2 separate regions of the Drosophila melanogaster genome follow, and region 2 is linked to region 1. Evidence: chromatin contacts called from public Hi-C data. All regions are on one chromosome and are shown on one strand. The core of a region is the stretch at or near the end of the contact, and the rest is flanking DNA. Distances in the headings are between cores, read along the strand shown. Region 1 overlaps bru1 (bruno 1). Region 2 holds the start of CG43813.

Evidence for each region. A called contact is a pair of places that touch in the nucleus more often than the background predicts.
Region 2: a Hi-C map of the Kc167 cell line shows a contact between it and region 1, with 1.6 times the contacts expected there. A contact is called at or near these places in 23 of 107 Hi-C or Micro-C datasets (the D17-c3 cell line, the Kc167 cell line, the ML-DmBG3-c2 cell line and 11 more).

The regions. Positions count from the first base shown.
Region 1 is chr2L:12,279,689-12,282,999 of dm6, reverse strand. bru1 (bruno 1) reads right to left here. Exons shown (of 9, transcript NM_001273478.1): 4 at 438-486. Among named protein-coding and RNA genes, the nearest start is that of lncRNA:CR45282, 35 kb to the left of the region's middle.
Region 2 is chr2L:12,342,720-12,346,030 of dm6, reverse strand. It overlaps CG43813, which reads left to right and starts at 1,765. Exons shown (of 2, transcript NM_001273480.1): 1 at 1,765-1,896; 2 at 1,976-2,388. The coding sequence starts at 2,154. The coding sequence ends at 2,267. bru2 (bruno 2) reads right to left here and starts at 1,812. Exons shown (of 9, transcript NM_176025.3): 1 at 1,481-1,812.

The DNA.
Region 1 (3,311 bases), core at 405-2,904:
ATGCGGGTTTTTAGGCTCTTAGGATATATATATCATATAGACTTATATATAGAATATATTGAATTTGTAAAGAATTATATTCAAAATACGTATAAGTAAAGAACTCTTTTAAAAATTCACTAATTTAGGGAAATATGATGGAGGAAAACTACTTGTATCCTTCCAAGCGCTGCCTTTTCCATCCATAAGCCCCCATTTGTGTTTGATTTCCGATTGAACATCGCACACATATTTCTCACGCCTCGCTGGTCACTTTGTACCGCGTTTTGTTGATTTGTTGGCGGTGGAAATATTTCGGCTTCGCATAGTTTTAGTCACCCACATGCACAAAACACCGCATCTATTCACCGCATTGTGTGCGTATAGCTTTCTATTTCAACTACTAGTTTTTCCCGTTTTTTTTTTGCCTGGTTTTTGTGAATTTAATAAAAACTTACCATTGCGATTCTCGCTATCGGCGGGCTTCATTTGAATGGGATGGTACATCTGAAATAAAACGAAACGAAGAGCAAATTTAATGAGAGTTTAAATTGAAAACTAATTGGTTTGGTTTTGGAAAAGTCCTTGACACAGTTGGTGGCATTAGTAGATGAATTCATTTTTGATGGCTGCCGAAATAAATTTATTCTTTTATATTAGGGTATGTTTAAATAATGTGAGCTCCATGGTATTAGTATGAATTCTTATATTGTACAAATTCCTTCTATCACCAAAAGTCTCGTATTCTTGCTTGTTTTAATCCTACCCTTTACTCTCGTTAAAATCAAATCCGGACTGTGTTAATCACATTTGAAATATTAGAGCGCAATATGCTCCGTGCTTCCGGTCGAAAGAGAGAAGGCCGCGATTAATTTACAGAGCTTAGGGCCAAAATGCAGTCGCCAAAAACGGCGACAAGGGATTGCCGTTGGTGCAATAGGGGAATAGGGGGAAATCGGGCGAAAGAGCCCATTCCTCCTTTCCGCAGGGCCACCACCACCATCATCCACTTAAGCTGCATAATGAATGGAATGCAGGGCAAAGGCAGAAAGGAGCCTCGCGCAGGACACGGAACAAAGCCTCCGCCTAAATCCTTGACAAAAGCCAAACACATTTATTCAGCGTTCGCTAAAAAGGACACGGGCGGTGTGTAAAATGTTAACGGGGTCTGCAGCAAAAATCCTAAAATATGCGTTAGACTTTGCAGCGTGTTTTAAATGTAATTTTTCGCACACACACACAAACACACCTCGTAGCGTCTTCTAATTAAAACAAGCTTAAAGTTCGCACCACGCCCCATTCCACGGTAAAAGAGACCGCGTATCGGGCACGAGGTCAGTCTGCCTTCTGTCCTTAGAGATGGCATCGTGATTTGGGGCAAACAGGAAATGCCATGGCATACAGTGTCATCCAAGTTTTGCGATTTAATTGCTTGCTAGTATCTATTGGACGAAGCTATTTCCTAAAGTTGGACTGGTCGAAACTACTACTATAGTTACTGAAAATACATTTTATTAACCTATCACGCGTGTCACGTCCTCACCTCCGCGTGAAACTACAGCTTGGCTAATGGCGCGTGATTTATTGGCAAACGGGCGGCGAACAAACGACGACAGTCTACGCTAGAAGGCAATGTCCTTGTACTTCCCTCGGGCGCTGCCCTCTGCCACCATTCCGTCTTTCCTGCTTTCATGGCCCAACCTCTGCTAGCCGTAAATAATACACGCAACGCGACTGGTTACAAATTGCAGCCAAAGTCAACCCGGCTCTCCGTCACCGCCACCGCCACCGCCACCTTCTGCCTTTCTTATTCAGCCAATTTATTTATATGCAGGAAGTAGCAATTACCAGTCAAACACAGGCGGCATTCACGCCCCCACCAGGAGAAGCCGAGTTTCGAAGGTGGAAGTCGTTTCCTCGCCTTGTCAACCAGCTTTCGTGGTTGGCTTTTTCCTGCCACCAAGTAATTGGTTGAAATATCGCAAGCAACTGTTTTCTATTGGGGCAATTATCGGCCGGTGTGCACACTTGATCTGCGAAATGTGGATCATCAAATGCAGCACTGCGATAAGTTATCGATATGGGAGGTAATTGCAAGTTAATCGATTGACATTATAACGATATAGAATTCAAAAGCTCGAAGCAATCGGTCACAAACTAAAAGTCAACGATTAAATAAAATTTTAAATAATTCTTTTAACGTTTACCAGCAATCAACATGAATTTTCCCCCCATTCGATAACAATCGCAATTGTGCAAGAAAATTACAAGGCAACGTCAAAGCCTGTCAGCGGAGCTGCCAAAAGCAGTGGCAACAACGATGGGAATCATATGCAGCACGCACATGTCCCGTTCTACGCCCTTTTAGCCGTCATCGCCACAAATGTGTGGCATAGCAATTTTCTAAAATAAATATCGCAGCTGCAGCCACGAAGCTACATGCAAATTATGTCAGTTTCTCTTTTTGGGAGCCGATAACGTGATGACATAAGCATTGTCCATAGGAAGCTTTTCCGCTTTTTCTCCCAATCCTGCTTGCTTTTTCGCAGCCAACACATGGCTTTCAAATAATAATAATATTCAATGCTTATTTGATGGCGCTACAAAAGCAGAAAAAAAGGGTACAGCGCACGAACAAAAAGTGAAGGGAACCCCAAATAAAAAGCAACATTGCCAAATGTCGCTCGCTTTTGCTGACGTTGCTCGCTATCTCCTGACCCCTCCCCGCAACACCCATACCCCTTCGCGTAGCCATACCCATACCACTATATCTTTTCCCTTTGCACTTGTGCTGACAACTTTTCCAGAACTCTGCTTGCTTTTCCGCTTTTCAGCTGCTTCTGGTCCAAAGTGCAAATTGACATTTTTGTGCCTGCGGTTTGGCTTGCTCTCTTACCGCCAGAAAAATTACGGAATAATGATCGACCTATTCTATATCCTTGCAAGGACTCAATGCATTCAAAAAAAAAATGCAGGAAGTACATAGATGTGCTGAATCGAAAACACAACTATAACCTTCCCCACAAACACACTTCTACCTTAGATTGCTAGATTTGTTATATTTATTATTGAAACTTTTGATTCATCTACGTTAGCCTGCTTTTTTTGCACATATATATATATAAAATATTTAACAATTTCTTAGAACTTATCGAACATTTCATCATACCTCAACGCAAGCAAGTCTGAAGAAAATACTTTTGGCGCGTGTCTTGTGCTAACAATTTTCGCAGTTTTTTGCGCTTCTTCTCCATTTTTAAGCTGCCACAGGACACAGGGCTAAACTTTTGAAATTACTTGCATTTTATAGGGAAATGTTCAGAGCGAGGAGA
Region 2 (3,311 bases), core at 516-3,015, 63 kb before region 1:
ACTCGATTTTCGTGTCCTTCTTATGTGGCCCTTCTGTTTCGCCTGCCCCGAACAGCGATCAATATTGAATTGAATTTGACCAATGGTTATAGCCACGTTTCGGCGAGGTCCTTGGACAGACTTTGGTCTGTCTGCGTGAAAGCGTGTTGGTAAGCGGAAAACGTTATTAAATAATTTACGCCGAAGCATTTCGGAACTGAAGTCGATTGTCGACTGGAAATATGAAACGCAATACTCTTACCCTAAATTCAGTGAGCTCGGTCTTTGTGCTGGCTGTGAGAACCCTTCAATTCCAATAATATTATTAGAAACTCAACTGGAAAATCGAAGTTGAAGAAGCCACAGGAATGCGGTTGAAAATGCAACAAAAGCCAAAACACAGTTTAGTGGTTGAATAACGACAACAGCAGCAGCCAGGACATGGCCGTAGTCCTGGGTCAGCTGAAAGGGCGGTCGAGGAGGGGTCGACCAACCGACCAACCGACCAACCGACCAGCCGACAGACAGACGGACGGACAGTGAGCTACTAATAAAGCCAGGTGAACGCAGGTGGAGAGCTGGGTCGCCGGCCAAGGCAGACAAAAGGAAGCACAAATAATATAAATTAAATGTGGGGAAAGTTGGACCACGTCCGTTCGCCCCCTTCGTCGTGGCCCTCCACTCGAAAGAAAAGCAAGCTGAGTAATTATTTCCGGCAGAGCGGACTGGCCAGGAGGAAAATGCCGGAGCCGGGGAGTCCTTGCGGTTTGACTGCAACACATGGCCGGACACTTAAACCGAAGTGGAAGTGTGGCAAACGGGGTTGGAAAATCTATCTGGGCAATAATTTCGGTTGACATGCTTGCGGTAATTATTGACCATAATGACAAAACCGTATACGAATACGGCAAATGGAAGCCCCAAACCAATCCCGAAACCCTGACAAATTGCTTTAGTTTTTGGGGTCATCTGTGTGTGCCTGTGTCTGCTAATTGGATATTGGATTCGGGATCGGGATCGGGATAGGCATCGCCAACGCCATCGGCATTTGCATAAATTTAGTCCATCTCACCACTAAACAAATAAAAATTGTCAACGGCATCGCAATATAAACAAGCAATTCGCCAGCCATAACTTAAATCTATTTCTTGTTATTTGCACTGGACGCTCGAGATTTATGGACCACTTGCCTATTTATAGCGATGTTAATGAAACGGAGCTGTCGAACACAACACAGACCGAAAGTTTGTCCAAAAAATTAATTAATAATACTTTCCATTGCTTATTTTTGGATGGCTCTCTTAGCAATCTATGCTCATCCCAATATTCCACAATCTATTTTCTGATTTTTTTTTTTGTTGTTGTCTGATTTTGCCAAATTCATTTCAATGCCGGCTATTTCTGTTGCAATATGGCCCACATGTTGGACATTCGAGAGCAATAAATATTGAATGCGACCGGCAGAGTATCAGCTGGAATTTGACTTAAGTAACTCACTTACTTCGATGGCAATTGGCTGTAGTGATGTGAGGGAAACTTCCGTGGACTAGAACGATTCTTTTGTGTGACAAATTGGCCGGGTGATTGTGTTTAGCGCAGATCCAAGATTCGAGATCCCAGAAGACACACGACCGATGACGAGGAGCAGACCGCGGATCGCGTGAGTTGAACGACAAATGAATTTCACTTGATGGGTGAAGTGCGAGGTCAAATCTCTCTTGGATGCGGCATACCGAACGCACTCGCGAAAACACAGCTCGCAGATAAAGATACAGATACGCACAAGATGCGCTGCAGATACAATCAACAAACAATGGCCAAGGCAAATCACCAGCTCTTGGAAATTAACTTGGATTTTATGACATATTTAGAGTCGTAGGTAAATTTTATGCGTTTTGTTTAATTCTCTGCTTTATGGTGAGTAAATTCGTTGTTTTTTTAATGCTTTAATTTTTTACAAAATTTATTTCCAATTTCTTATCTATTTCGAGATCAGTTGGCACTTTAACTGCACTTCCTTACGCACTATGTGGCTAGAATTTCCACACTTTTAAGCTGGCACCGCAAGTGACATGATTTCCAAAAAAACTGCACTGGGCCACAAAAATATTATTTTATATATATTGCACTTTATATCCGCGTGTGGTTTTCTTTTCGGGCGTGTAAACGTGAAAATGCGAGTGGGCGGCGACGACGTAGCGGCGACGACGATGCGCGCGATTTTCTCGCGTTTGGCTGGCGGAACGTTCAAGATGGCACTGCCGGGCGATCCGCGCCGATCGACTTGACAGTCCATGGAGCCGCCCAGCGGACCCGTCGTTATTTATTCCGGAATATAAATTATAAGTATAAATAATATTTCGATGAATAAAACTTATGCATGTTCTATGTATCTTCTATTCAGTATTTAATTGAATTTGCCGGCGGCGATGTTCAGGTTGCCGCTGTATGTGAAAACTGCTTGTGTTGACCATAATTTAAATCAAAACACAAATTAATTTGACGCTCAGCTCTCGCTGCACTTGCTGCTCTGTTTAGTACCCCCAAAGTTTGTATGGGGGAAAACTGGTCGGCAAGTGTCCACCGCACTGAGAGGAAAAGCGTCGATGAGTGGGCGTCATCGGAAAATCAGAGTGAAGAGCCGCATCTCTTGGCTTCTCCGATCGATTTGCTGCTTTTACGAGCTGTCCGAGCAGAACCAAACAAAACCATAATAGAACATCTGTTCTTCTGTTATTTACGTGTTTTCCCAATTTCCTCCGATGGTCCCACAATGCCAGCCAGCTAGGTGAGTTTCCTGCTATTATTTGTATTTTTCCGTGACATTTTGTCAGGCGGATTAGTTTGGCCGTTAGTTTGACAGGCTCTATAAGTAGACACTCAAGTGGGTGGCAATCTAATTTGGCTGCGCTGCTCGAACAATTTGAATATTGCTCGGGGGATTAATGGGTGTGGATATGACCCATTTGGATTGCACTCCATAAACTAATCGAGCTAAGATAGCTGGGGCTATTTTTCATGGAGAGTGCCAATGTATGACATTTAAAAATTGAACTATATAATACATTTTTAAGAACTTAAATGCACTTAAATAAATTAAGTTTTTCCCACAGAAATCTTGGAGATTTTTCGCTTGTTTTTCGTCGATCATTCATCTTGCAACTTTGTCAAGTTCATTCCCTCTTTTCATTTCTATCTATACCCATAAATCAGAACAAAAGGTCTTATTTTATCGCACAGACATTGGCATGGTTAGCGGTGCGAAAAAGGCTAAAATTAAATGACATCGCTAATTATTCAAGGCACTCGCCTGGCGTTTAATGTCAATGGCT